Regions from separate parts of the Hordeum vulgare genome. Here region 1 is linked to region 2. The links are chromatin contacts, called in public Hi-C maps. All regions are on one chromosome and are shown on one strand. Each heading gives the region's core, a stretch centred on a gene start, on an enhancer-like site or on the middle of the called end of the contact. The rest is flanking DNA. Distances are from core to core; before and after follow the strand shown.

What was found. Hi-C and Micro-C count contacts between places; a contact is called where the count stands out from the background.
Region 1: a Hi-C map of seedling shows a contact between it and region 2, with 3 times the contacts expected there. The contact joins the promoter of LOC123402820 here to the promoter of LOC123402150 in region 2. A contact is called at or near these places in 2 of 6 Hi-C or Micro-C datasets (leaf and seedling).

The regions. Positions count from the first base shown.
Region 1 is chr6H:29,218,614-29,225,543 of MorexV3_pseudomolecules_assembly, reverse strand. LOC123402820 (peroxisome biogenesis protein 16) reads right to left here and starts at 3,493. Exons shown (of 8, transcript XM_045096779.1): 1 at 3,217-3,493; 2 at 2,709-2,766; 3 at 1,268-1,481; 4 at 840-1,162; 5 at 460-725; 6 at 294-361; 7 at 143-204; 8 at 1-43. The coding sequence starts at 3,285.
Region 2 is chr6H:29,053,122-29,059,729 of MorexV3_pseudomolecules_assembly, reverse strand. It overlaps LOC123402150 (pumilio homolog 23), which reads right to left and starts at 3,297. Exons shown (of 11, transcript XM_045096030.1): 1 at 3,109-3,297; 2 at 2,546-2,718; 3 at 2,060-2,423; 4 at 1,672-1,977; 5 at 1,420-1,584; 6 at 1,125-1,268; 7 at 508-627; 8 at 241-420. The coding sequence starts at 2,718.

The DNA.
Region 1 (6,930 bases), core at 2,244-4,743, 170 kb before region 2:
GTATAGCGCGACTGAGCCCCCTCCAATAGTTCCACGAGTTTACCTGCAATAAATTGAGCGTGTAAAAAATATTGCAAAATGCTTCCTCCACAAGTTTTTGTATGAACGAGATGCATCGTAGATATGGGGAAAGTTTACACACCTGTGATGAAACCGATAAGCGGCACTGGATTCAGCGCTTTCTCAGCCTTCTCAAGATGACGCCTGTCAGGACTCAAGTGTAAGCAAGGGCATATAGGAAGGGTAAAATCAAGAGCTGAGACAGTACCGTGTTAGCATGTAATGCTCATTACCTGGTGTAGCTGGCAAAGAACGGATCCCTCATGACATAAAGTGCCCACATCATTTTTCGCCTTTTCAACTGATGGGATTGAACCAAAGATAGAATAGCCAAGTCAGCAACCCAGAGAACATAGCCAACAAAGTTTAACACGTTAAAAAAAACTGAAATCATCTCACCTCATCCCTCTCAGCAGATGAGAGCTGATGAACTTTCCCAGCTCTATGATTCAGATCTGTTGCATGCGAATGAATGCCAAGGCTTGTGAGCTCCACAGCTAGTGAAACCAACCACGGGGTCCAAGATTTGATTCCAAACTTTCTTATCAGAAGCACGTATACAAGTGGTCTGAATATGTGGACGGCCTCCCCTAACATAAATAAGCGCCCAGAAACCCCTTTAGAAGACCAAATGGTTGCGAAAGTTGGCTTCTCAATCTCCATCACTGCCGAGCACAAGGACACATATCTGATAAGTAAACTAACAGAATGCTTACGAAAAATAATAGGTAAATGTCTCAATGGAGAACCATAATAATGCTTTAGTAAAAACAAGTTACCAGGAGGAACAGGAGAAGGTTGGAGCCTGCTCATCCAAGTGGGATCTGACAACATCTTTGCATTCTGACCAAACCTGTTTAAAGCGGCTACTGCTCTTCCCTCCAGACTCTTAGATACAAATCCAGGTTTTCCATCTGGACCATCAGACGTAATCCAATGGCCATTCTGGGAATGTCCATTCACCGGATAGATTACTGGCACTCCATTAGTCTTGACTCCCTGATTGTCTTCAAGAACATCCTCCTCTTCGTTTTCCACCTCCCCTCCTTGTAAGAGCATCCTGTAGCCACTCTCCCTGAAAGCGGCTAACCTGACACATGCTCTGAAATGTTGCACAACAATTATCAGCCATCCAGACAAAGCCAAAAATGCATGGCAATATCAGACATGCAAGCAAGGAAAAACAAGGCATAATCAATCATCTTACTTCACTGCTTCTGTAACAGCAAGGAAGCCCCATTTGCGATCATCACCAACAAAGTGCTGGGCGGCAACTTCAACAACTGCTTCCACATCCTTGAGTATAGATACAACAAGAGCCCATGGGATAGATTGTTCCTTGGAGGCCAGTGAGTGACCATCAGTTGGTGTCTCAATTATATGCTGGTTGACAGAACTCACAATGCCCAGAAGTGCATATACTGTTCAGAGAAAGCAATGCCACATTAATGTCAAATAATCAAGTTTTATTTGGAATGATTTTAGCAAGCTGCTTTAAACAGGTTTGGTCAGAATGCCAAAGTTATGTCTGTTCAATGCTAATTATCCCGGATTCGTAATAACAAGCAAATGTACTTTGGCATCATATATTATACACGATGCAAATACATGTTCACTACATAATATGAGTGACAAATAATGAGATCGTTTGAGGTTCAGTTTGTGGTTGTTGAACTGTGCTGGGCATATATTATAATCTGCTGTAGAAGATTAGCCAAGCAGGTCAATCAAACACTAAAATAGGAAAAGGATGGTGGGGCGAACAGGATTACGATAATCCATCAAATATCTCATGTTGTGAGCAAAGATTAGGTGTTTAACATTCAACAGTATTGTATATATATTGGTATCTTCTAATAATATATCCTATCAAGTATGCGCAATAGTTTTTTTTAGCCAACAGTGACATGCAAGTGCTGACAGAAAAGGGAAGGCAAATTCTACATCGGGCCTAACCACTTGGTGCTATTTGCGACCTAAGGCGGTTGCATATTTGTGCAAAAAATTAGGAGCAGGCAGTAATGAGTAATATTTAATGTGATGCCCCAAAAAGCTTATCTAGTATCCACATTTAAGAGTTTTCAACTAGAAAGTGTACAAAGTGCAACAAACAGATCATTTCGACCCCCAAAGAAGAATGATAAAATTCCTGTCCTAATAAGCTACAAAAGGCGATAAAATTCCTGTCCTAATAAGCTACAAAAGGCGATAAAATTCCTGTCCTAATAAGCTACAAAAGGCTCATGGTTTCGCCTGCCCATACATTAACTTGGCATATATGTAATTAGTGCAACAAGAACAAAGGGGCACCAAAATTTCACAATCGAGCCTAGCATGCCAGTACCTACACAACCTTATACCTCTTTGATCACAATTATTATGGCGTATTCTACTTTCTAGCAGTCCAAAATGTATCTCAGTTAACTGCTATCTGCACACCCTATTCTTTTTATCTGATTAACAAAGAATACACACTTCAACACTGGCATTTGCAAATATAACACCATGCGACACTTGAACCCAGTATATATATGTCTTAAAGGGACAAACACCAAGAGGCAGTAAACATATCAACCGACGCTAGAAGATTCAGACAAAAAAACATGCAGTGGGACTAAATGTTACTCCTATTGAAGGGCTTGCAGCACCTGCTTCCGGGGCGATCTCGGAGTTAGCGAAGCGTTCCGGAAGTATCCATGTCACCCCCTGCAAGTCGTTCAAGCAAACATAAGCATTTTCTGTTTTCTAGAATGAAGCGAACATAAGCAGAAGCTACCCTTTCCATTGACAGCATATCATGCTAAGAGACCGCGACCGCAATTCGTGATCCTAACCGGACTCCATGGCAGCAGAGCGGAACCAGCACGGGACTTCGTAAATAAATAATAACGGGAAATTAAAATCATCTGCGGTCTGCCAAGGCCAGGAGGGTCCAGGAAGCAGCCAAACCTACACGAATTGGCGCAAAACCTCAGGTGCGGAGCCCTAAGGAGTCACGAAATCACGCGATTGGACCTGCCGCAGCCACAATCGGAACCCCGAATCGACGGGCTCCACGGGGATTGGGGATCACGAGCCCCGGCCCGTGGACCGCAGGGGGCGGCGCGCGTAACGGAAACAAGGATGGGAAGGAGCTGCTCGGGGCAGGGAGGTTACGTTGGCGAGGGACTCGAGGGAGCGGACGAGCTCCCGGTTCTTCCGCACCCAGACCTTGTAGGCCTCCATGGCGACTCGGCCGCCTCCTCCCGGGGAAGCTAGCTAGGGACGGAAGAAGAGGAAGACGACGATGACGACGAGGCGGTAGAGCTGGCTTGCGAGGGACGGCGTCGGGGCAAGGGGCGGCCGTCCGATCTCCGGCGGACGGCGCCGGTGAATCGCGGTGGCCGGCCGCGGTGGCAGGTGGGGATTTATTTGGTGTTTCGGACTCCACCCCTCCACCACTGTCTCGCGAGCTATATACCTGGGTTGGGCCTGCCTGGTGGGGCCCTCCGGTCAGTGGGTCTTGCCATTCTTTTATTTCTTTTATTTTTGGATCAATTTGGAAAGGAAACTGCGTTGAGCTTGGACCTGGTTTCCAAAGCTTTGAATTTCTTAAAGGTTTTCGGATGAGAAATTATTATGTTATATGAAGTGTCAAGCCGCACAAATATGACCAGGAGACACACATGCACGTTTACCACGTATTGTTCCATGGGCTTTCTTACTTGTGTGGAAATTGGAGCATCTCTAGCAGACCCGTAAACTGGCCAAACCTGTAAAAAAACAAGGTGTTTTTTGTTGAAAAAAGGGCACGGGGCAGATCCTATAAAACTTGTTCGATCTTTCAACTTTTTAAGGGGCACGGTAAATATATCCGTGAAAATCTTATATGTACGGTTTCGAAAGCAATATACAGTTCAACCCGTGAACCGGTCAAACTTCGTCGGAGCAGATGCGCCGCCGCGGAACTGGCTAGAATGTACGTGGAACTCACCGAAATATGTCGCCGCACATCGGAAGAAGCTGCTGCACACCAGAAATAGCCGCCGCCGGTCCGAATTGCGGTCGGTTCGACCTCCACTTTCGAGGCGAGGCCGTCCACGGTCAGGGCGGAGCAGGCCACGACGGCCCGAATCAAGGCGGGGCGGCACCAAAGAAGAGCTAGGAAGGGTTGGGGAGCTCACGCGGCCACGTCGGGGAATGCGCGTGCGGCGGGGGATAATGCCGAGCTCAAATCGGGGACGGGCGGTTAGGCCAGGGAGCGCGCGGTCGGGGCGGACAACGCAGGGCTCCTCCACTGCATGCATGGCCCGGAACGGGCATCGCCGGGATGAGGCGGAGGCGAGGCGGATGGCGCCGGGGCAAGCCGGGGTGCCAAGGCGCGGCACCCCGTGTCCGGATGGGAGGAAAAAAAATGAGCTATAGTAAAATACAGTTTCATTTACGAGATCTGCTCTGTCCGGGGTTGGACCTGCCTGACGGGACCCGCCGGTCAGTGGGGCTTGCCATTCTTTTATTTCTTCTTTTTGGACCTGTTTGGAAAGGAAACTCCGTTGAGCTTGGACCTGACTTTCAAAGCTTTGAATTTGTTAAAAGTTTTTGCATGACAAATTATTATGTTATGAAGTGTCAAGCCGCACAAATATGACCAGGAAAACACATGCATGTTTACCATTGCAGACGCATTTGTTCTATGGACTTTCTTACTTGTGTGGAAATTAGGGCATCCCAACACTGATTCCAAGTCGGACACCGTATTCATTGTCAGACCAATGCGTAGAGAGTGATGCAGGAGTCGTCCATCCAATCGTGTATGCATACGTTTTAAACCGGATATTAATAAACAGAATAAATTTCATTAAACATTATGAAATTCAACAAAACTCGAACATAATTTACACAAAATGAAAAAAAAATAAACCACCCGCACCATTCAAAGTAATTATAAAAAAACATAATTCATTCATAAATAACATGCAAATGTCTCTAGTACAACAATAGTTTAAATTCAACAAGATAACCGGATGTTTAACAAGTTTTTTAAATTCATAGATTAGTGATACTAGAATCAGAGTCGGCACATCTCGTCCCACATAGTCTGCCTCTTGAGATTAATCCAACAATGTATGTGTATGAATGGCCTTCTTTCGGTTCTGTAGTACATCACTGCAGAGTGTGCGGGTTATACAATTTGTAGAGCAATACTTTGTGAATGAAAGAATTAACCATTAACCAATATGTAAGCAACAAGAAGCAATACTTATAATCTTCGTGATTGACGCGACGTAGTCCAAGGAGGGCGGGAGCGTTGATGGGGGCTACATATATATGTCCTATGATGTCTGGGCGGTTGCTCGAGATACATCAGCAGGGTCGGGCGAGGAGGGATGCAAAACAAGAGAGGAGAATGGATGAAGTGAAAGGAAAGCCCTCCTCCTCGAGTTTGGTTCCCGTTTGTGGCAAAAATGGACGTCTAAACTGCTTGACAAACCGATAGGGTACCCCGTTGGATGACAAAATGGGCCCGGCCAGCTCGATCCCGAGACCAATGCGGGTGATTTTTGGGTCATCATTTTGAATGTGTTTATATATATATATTTCGTAATAGATGTATCTACATCTTTGAGCGAAAAACATCACTCGCGTGTTATTGTTTTTACACAATTGAGTAATAAAAGCTGCTCCATTTCTTTTTCGACTATTTGTCGATCCTCGCACTTCTAAATTTAATTTTAAATATATTTTTTATTTTTAGATGCATTTTTTCATTTTTACAATGTGTATTTTTAGACATATTAGATATATATATGGTTTAAATTGTGATTTGCATTTACTCTGCTTTATTTCATTGAATGTGAAGATGTGTCTTCTACGGTTCTGTGGATCTGTTTGTCTTTAGGTTGAATCTTTATGATCTATGCTACTATTCAACGACCGCGTTTACTGTTTTGATGCGTTGGTCCTATAAAGGTTTAGCACGATGATTTTTTTTACTGTGTACTACAATTAATTTTTTCGGCTCCAACGAGGGAGGGGCGGTGACGTGACATCTCTTCGGCTCGATTTAGTGCTTGTAATCATCGCTAAGTGGTCTATGAATCTAAATCAATTTATATTATTTTGATGCTCGTTGTAGTGTTATGATTGAGGATAAACTGATCAGAAGTTGTTTGAAAAAATTCATCGAATGTGGAATTTTGTTTTGCATATGGAAAGTAGGCTGTTTGACGTAGAATTTGGGCGTGTTTTCCATTTTGTCAAAGTCACATTTTCACCGGACCATGGTCCTCCTTGGCGTTGGCGTTGACCAGGGGTTGGTCACGGGTCAAGGTAAACCTTGATACGGTTACGAGAAGTTTATATTACTTAATCAATCGCACTTCGCAATTAACACGTGGTTTCTTTCACGGGGAAGAGAATAACACATGGTTTCTCAAGTCATGGTCTTTCAAGTCGGCCAGGTTCTGGTTGTTGGTTGTTCGTGGTCTCCTCCACATGCCACGGTTGGAATTTATTCACATCTGGGATACAAGTGTTCATAACTTCATCGGGAGTGTGATCTGAAGTTATGAAACGAGAGCGAGCATCGTAGACGAAGTAATCAAACATGTAAAATAGATGAATACAAAAAAAATAAAGAAAAACTATCTTTATTAACGATTGATTTATGTTATAATGATTGCTCCTCATCTTTTTAGGGGTAGGGGGTTAATGGATAAGTAGGGTCAAGGGATAAGTATCCACTTAACGTAATGCATGGAACCGGGAGGGGCTACGCATTACGAATCGCACTCATCCGTCGCCACGCCAGTGGTGAACCCGGTTTCCCAACACCCCCTTGGGTAATTATCCGTATATCAATGCCTCAAAACTAAAAAAACAGTGGGGAAA
Region 2 (6,608 bases), core at 2,048-4,547:
CACAGATGCACCGTGAAAATCAAGCAGCACAATATACAAAAAAAAAACTATCTGCAATATAGCAGAATGAGCTTGTTGTGGACCACAAAACAGTTTGCAATATAGCAGAGAGCATTGATAGATACTATCTGCATAGGACTATTGAACTGGATATATATTGTAAATCTGGAACGGTAAAGTCATGCAAAGAGAATTTAACAACATGGCAACATATTTAATAGACTTGTGAGTATTACATACATGTGGGTATTGAAAAATTGATTGCAGCATCAGGCAACCAAGAACGCTCATCTTTACGCCAAGCGGCCATTTCCAATAAGATTTCTCCCGGAGAAAATTCTCAAGAAAAAGTATATGTGCAACAATGCTATCAGAAGACTCGGAATCTGAAGTTATTGCTGCAGAAAGAGCTTCAGAGATCTGCAGTTCAAAGTAGACAAATCACATATATTTAAGTCACAGATATTCTCAAATAGCAATGCAGATATTTCAAGTCAAAAAAAGTACCTCTAGGCGATTTGTTTCAAGTCGCTGGCATGCAGCTAAAATGGAAGCCACCACTCCTGATTTACCTAGCTCAAGCAACTCCTTGATATTAGGACCAAGTTCCTCCCATATTTGCTTCATCTGCCAAGTAAAAACAGAACTCTATTGATAAAACATTGTAATACATCAAGTGCTAACCAAAGAAAAGATCAGTTTGACAGGTTCTCAAGCAGAAATTTGACACAGATTGAGTATAAGCTGTAACACAATTTCACATATGAAGAATGAAAGTAATAGGTTTGGAATAGGTATGAAGCGGACTACAAATTGTGTAATGGGTGTTTATTTCAGCAAACAGATGTTCCCAAGGTTCTAAAGGTCAATAATCGCTACTCGCTTGGTCACCTAACTTTGTAGTGATTACACAGTAATCAACCTTACATTCATATGGAATCTAAACAAGTGGTTAGAGTAGATGGGCAGCAGTAGCAGACACCTTACATAGCAAGTGAGGGCTGCTGTTACAAGCATCAGGTGGTTTTAGAGCACTGGTTTGCTCAAATGAATATTCACTTAGCTTATACAGTACACAACTAACAAAATTCCAAAGAAACTTCTGATTGTAAACTACGGTATACCTGATCTGCGGTTTTCGCTGATGATATTAAAGCTTGTACCACATAGTTACCACAGTGGTGAGACGAGATTGCAAATAGTGCACCCTTGAGAGTCCCTATAAGCATATTGCTGCGTAGTTCCTTAGGAGCAACATCTATAATAACCTGCAAAGCATGTGCATCCAGTGAATATTCTTACACATACCAAAGTGCAAAGAGAAGGACAAGGACGAGAAGATCCCCATGGTAGCTGAATCTTATGAGTGAAAGATATGAGTTGAATGCAATTAAGAAACAAGAGAACAAAAAACACTACCTCCAAGAGATGACTATAAGCAGTATCTTCAAGTAAAGCAACTATCTTATTCTTTTGTTCACTGTAATCTTTCTTCTGAGCAGTGTCATCCTCATCGTAACCAAGAAGGATTGATATTATATGATTCAATTCATCATCATCACCAGCTGATAATTTCAACACAGTCTGCATAAGGATATGTTAAGATGGTCATGGAGAAAAATAAAAAACAGATCTATGCATTACAGCTAGTGGTGAACAAGAGACACTAACCTGTAAAACAAGGCTACTGTTCTTCTCAGTTAGTAACGTTGAAATGTCATTTTTTGCATTTTGTAGCATTTGCCTGACAAAAGTTCTGAACATGTCTGGGAAACCATGTTCAAAGCTTGTTAGATTCTGGTCGCCTGGTCTACTTGAACCACCGCTCAATCGTTCAGCCAGAACAGCAGATCTCTTTGTCGTGTGGAAATCTTGCAATGAATCTAACGGGACACCCTTACAAAGACAGAGAAGTGTCCTTAGAACATGGGATCCGTAGCAGCTGCACATCACATTAGTAGCATCTGCAGCAATAACCTGCAGCAACAATTCAAATATGAGTTCCATTTTGCATACCAATGCAAACAGGGCACGCAACACCACTGAGAAAAAGAGGTACCTTGCAAATTTTATTCAGTATCTCTTCCACAATGACCCTGGAGGTGTCGTCTTCAAGATGTGTTGCCAGTGTCTTGAGAGCTGCTTCAGCCACATGTGATCCAAATTTGTCCATGGCGATAACATGAAAAGACTGAATACAGCTGCGAAGGAACATGCACAACTGCTCCAACTCGCAACCTTGTACAAGAATCTGCAAGGTGTGGCTGATTACACCGTCAGTGACAAGCTCGAGCTCCTTCCCTTTGGTTTCTTCCAAAGCATTAGCGCAGATCGTCGAGCGGTCCTCCAAATCTATCTCCTTGTTATCAAAGAGATTCGATATCTCGAGGAAGTATTTAGCTGTTTCAGGCTCAACCTTTCTCCTAAATATTATTGAACACAAGAAAGAGACCGCTTAGCGCTTCACATACTCATGTATATAACTAGGCCATCACACCACAAAATGCAACACAAATGTAAATTCAGAGAGAACCCAGAGTCACACCTAATAACATTCATCACTGAGGTCGAAGCATTGGTGGGCTGTAATGCGTTATCGTTCTTCATGCCCCTGGGATTCATCTCCCTAGAACTGCCCGAAGGGCGGCCCTTTCCACGCCCCCTGCCCGTGTTCCCGTCCTGACGGCCGTTCCTCTTCCCATGTTTAGATCTCTCCATCTACAAATGCAACATTTAGAAACGATACAACTTTATAACAATTCGAACAAGAACAATTTCCGACGAGCACGCCCTCCACCCCCAAAACACGCTGATATCCATCGGACAAATGGAAAATAAGCACGCCCTCTGCCCAAAACAGACTGATAAATTATCTAGAGGACGAATCAAATCAACATGCGAACCCTCTGCCAAACGTTAGCGACCTCGGATTAAGGGGATACTAGGATTAGGGCTCGACTAAGCAACCTCGGATTCGGCTGCACGTGCAGGTACCGAGCTACAGATGCTTCGGAATGCTCGCTGGTGATCCAAGGTCGGATATATACAGCTCTAATCATACAGGGGTTAGCTTGACGATGTGCACTTCCGAATTTATGGAGCACTTACGTATGGAGCGCCCGGCGCAGCAGCAGCAGCAGCGCTGTCGTACGGGCGGACGGACGGAGTCGGGGAGGATGGACGGGCGGAGTCCTGTGCGCGCAGCGGAGGCAGGGGCCGACGCCCGGAGACAGCGCGGCGGCACGGCGGCCGGAGTCCGGGGCGGAACGGCGTGGGGGCGGCGGCGAGCAGGGCGGGCCGGCGTGGGGGCGGGCGGCGAGCAGGGCGGGCCGGCGGGAAGGCGGCGCGGGGCTGAGAGTAGGAGCTGTCTAGGTCGGGATTTTGGGGACGGTTCCGGAGGTCGAGCGAGCGTGCAGGGCTTCGGGCCTGCGCGCGTGGGTTGTGCTAAGATGCACCATGGGCCCAATTGGTAATGGACTTCACGGTGGAGAAATTTTTCCCACGCCCCGGGCCTGGGCCCTGGGGGCCTGGGGCGCAGCAGAAAACCAAGGGGAGAAGATGTCACTGTACTGCCCAACCACACATTTCTCATTCCATGACACATGTGGTAAGCAACCTAAACTATTCTTTATACATCAAAAAACTAAATTATTCTTTCTTTAAAAAAACATAAACTATTCTTGCCTAAAAAATACACACATTTCTTGAAAATCAAAACTGCCTGACCACACCCAAATCTGCTCCATTCCTGCTCTACTAATTCACAGTTCCACTTCCACAGCACTACCTATGCTTGCCGCCCACGCACCATGATCTTTCTCTATTGCCCCTGCACGCGATATCAACTCCTCAAGCACCCGCCTCGCGCGCCCGGTGCCGACCTCGAGCGCGCTTGCGGCATGGGGAGAGGGAGAAACCGGGAGGGGCAAAGGGCATCAGAGTAAAACAGCCGAACTCGCCTTGTTTGCGTCCTCTCCCTTTCGCCCTTTATGCAGCATCCCCGCTACCACTCGTGGAAGAGAAACATAGAATGGAGAAAAGTCGAAAAGTATGTCATTCCAAGCACGTCTCGAGGATGTGGACAAGAAAAGAAAAATTATTTCATTGTACTCATCAACCGGCCATCGGAGGAGCGACTCAATGGGGTTGCCTAGGTGGCCAGCGTGCCGTCATCCGTGGCGCCACCGGTTTTCTCACTAGTTTTTTTAAGAATCTAGTCACTAGGGGTGGGCTCAGCATGTGTCTACTCAACGACCTATGTGTTTAATAGGGAGGGAATGTGCACCTCCCGCTCCTCTAGCACGTGTTTTCGGGACAGCCCATGTGTAGGGCGGGACTTCCCTATTTTTTTATTTTCGTTTTTGCATTTTTTCTTAAAATAATTCTGGATTTCAAAAAGTTCCCTATTTCCAAAAAATGGATTTTAAATAAGATCATGACTTCAAAAAAAATTCATAATTTACAAAACTATTCACAGAATAAAAAAATGTTCATTAATTCAAAAAAAAAAATTTAAAACATGTTTGCAAGTTTAAAAAATGTTCCAAAATTTAATAATATATCAATATTTCAAAAAATATTAAAGAATTTGAAAGATGGTCGAAAAAGAAAAAAGTAAAGTATGAAAAAATAAAATAAAAAATGGGAAATGAAAATAAAATAAAAATAATAAATGAAAATAAAAATATAAAAAAATTGGGAAAATGGAAAAAAAGTAAAGAAATAAAAAAAAGATATTCCCAAAATTACGAAAAGAACCAGAATGGGTCGGCCCATAAAGAGGATGTGGCGCGCCGGAGGGCACACGCCAAATAGAAGCTGCGTAAGCGTGTGTGTGGACAATGGGGTGTGTGACGTCGTTGTGGTGGATTTTTTTAACACATTAAAGAACACATGCATACACTCGTCTTTATAAACGCACGCACGCATACCCTATCCCTATAAACACCTTCGAGAGACTGAGTCTGCATATCATCTTGAGATTTACAAGTCACTGTAGGCGCCTCGTCATCGACAAGAACATCTCCTTCCACTAAAAGCATATCACCGAAAATCCTGAAATAAATTAAGGATAATCAAGCATCAGGACTTAAACCTTGATGGACCAGACATACCGCTTTCCCTCTAACCATCCAACTACAGTTTGTTTGCGTTGTGGTGGGTTGTTGATTGGTGTATGAGTGGTGTGGTGGGATGGTGAAAACGTAAAGTGTATAAGTGATGTAGCGGGTAGGGTTGGGCCTCCCTCTTAATCGGTATTTCTGGTTTTATAGAAAAAAAACGACGTGCAAATAATTTTTATATTTCGTACCATCTCATAGGACAAAAACAAAATAGGGTCGGTATGTTTTTGGGTTCGTTTTTGAAATGTGCAAAGTGATGTCACGTCGAGTGAGTCACAAGGAAACACACATCACACCGCACACCTCTTCAAAATTCGATAGCAAGGGTTGTGAGCTACGATGTTGATGCTTGAAGTAGAAGCTGTCATTAACATTCAAATCCCGCATGTCGGTGGCGAGAAGAGAGTGGAAATTCGCACTAGGGAACGGGTGGTGGTTGCCTATAAAAAACTTATCATGCTTGCTATAAAAAGATCCCTATGTAGTCACATCCCAGTCCACTCATCAGCTAGAGTGACACGTGGTAGCTTCATGGATTGACGCAGACCGATATAAACCCGCCCGACGGCTAAGGGGAGCCGTGCTTTATTAGTTTGGGATTTCTCACACTAAATTGTACCTATATGGCAAGTTAGTGCACTTGATGCACAATTTTCTCTTTCCTTTAACTGCTTATTTCGATTTTTCTATGGAACTGTTGTTGATTCATGTTATCATTCCGTGCTATCCTTCAAGGAAAAAAGTCACACTATCGTATCAGACTCCGCTACTTATTTACACTGTCCATAACCATCACGGACTTCCAAAGTAGTATATGAAAAGGATCGAGATGGACCTAGAGGGGGGGGTGAATAGATACAAATCCAAATTTTAACAATTACTTAGCAATTTTAGGCTAAAGTGCGGAATATAAGTGTAAGCCTAATAATTGCTATGACAAAGAGTAAGCTATTAGGAGTGAAGCAAGGCAAGCGGTAATCAATAAGCAAATACAAGTATGTAATAATGATTAACACAAGTAGAGAGTTAGGGTTAGGAATAACCGAAACTCCGAGAGAGACAAGGATGTATCCCGATGTTCACTTCCTTGGAGGGAAGCTACGTCACCGTTAGAGGGGCGGATGTTACCACGAAGGCACACCAACGCCACGAAGGCTCACCCTATTCTCCCTTTGAGATAACTCCACGAAGGCATTTCTCAACCACTAGTCGTAAGCCTTAAGGTGGCTTCCGAACCTTCACAAACTTTCCGGGGGATATCACAATGGTTTGATTCCTCTCCGAAGACTCCTACCGCCTAAGAGTCTCCAACCTCCAAGAGTAACAAGATCACGGGGATTGCTCAAAACTTGCTCAAATCACAAATCACTTTGGTGGGAAGGAGGAGAGGGAGACGATCTTTCTTTTGATTGGAACAACACTCTAAATGACTCACAAATGCTCTTGGGATCTAGGATTTGGTGTAGACAAGAGTGAGTGAGAGGA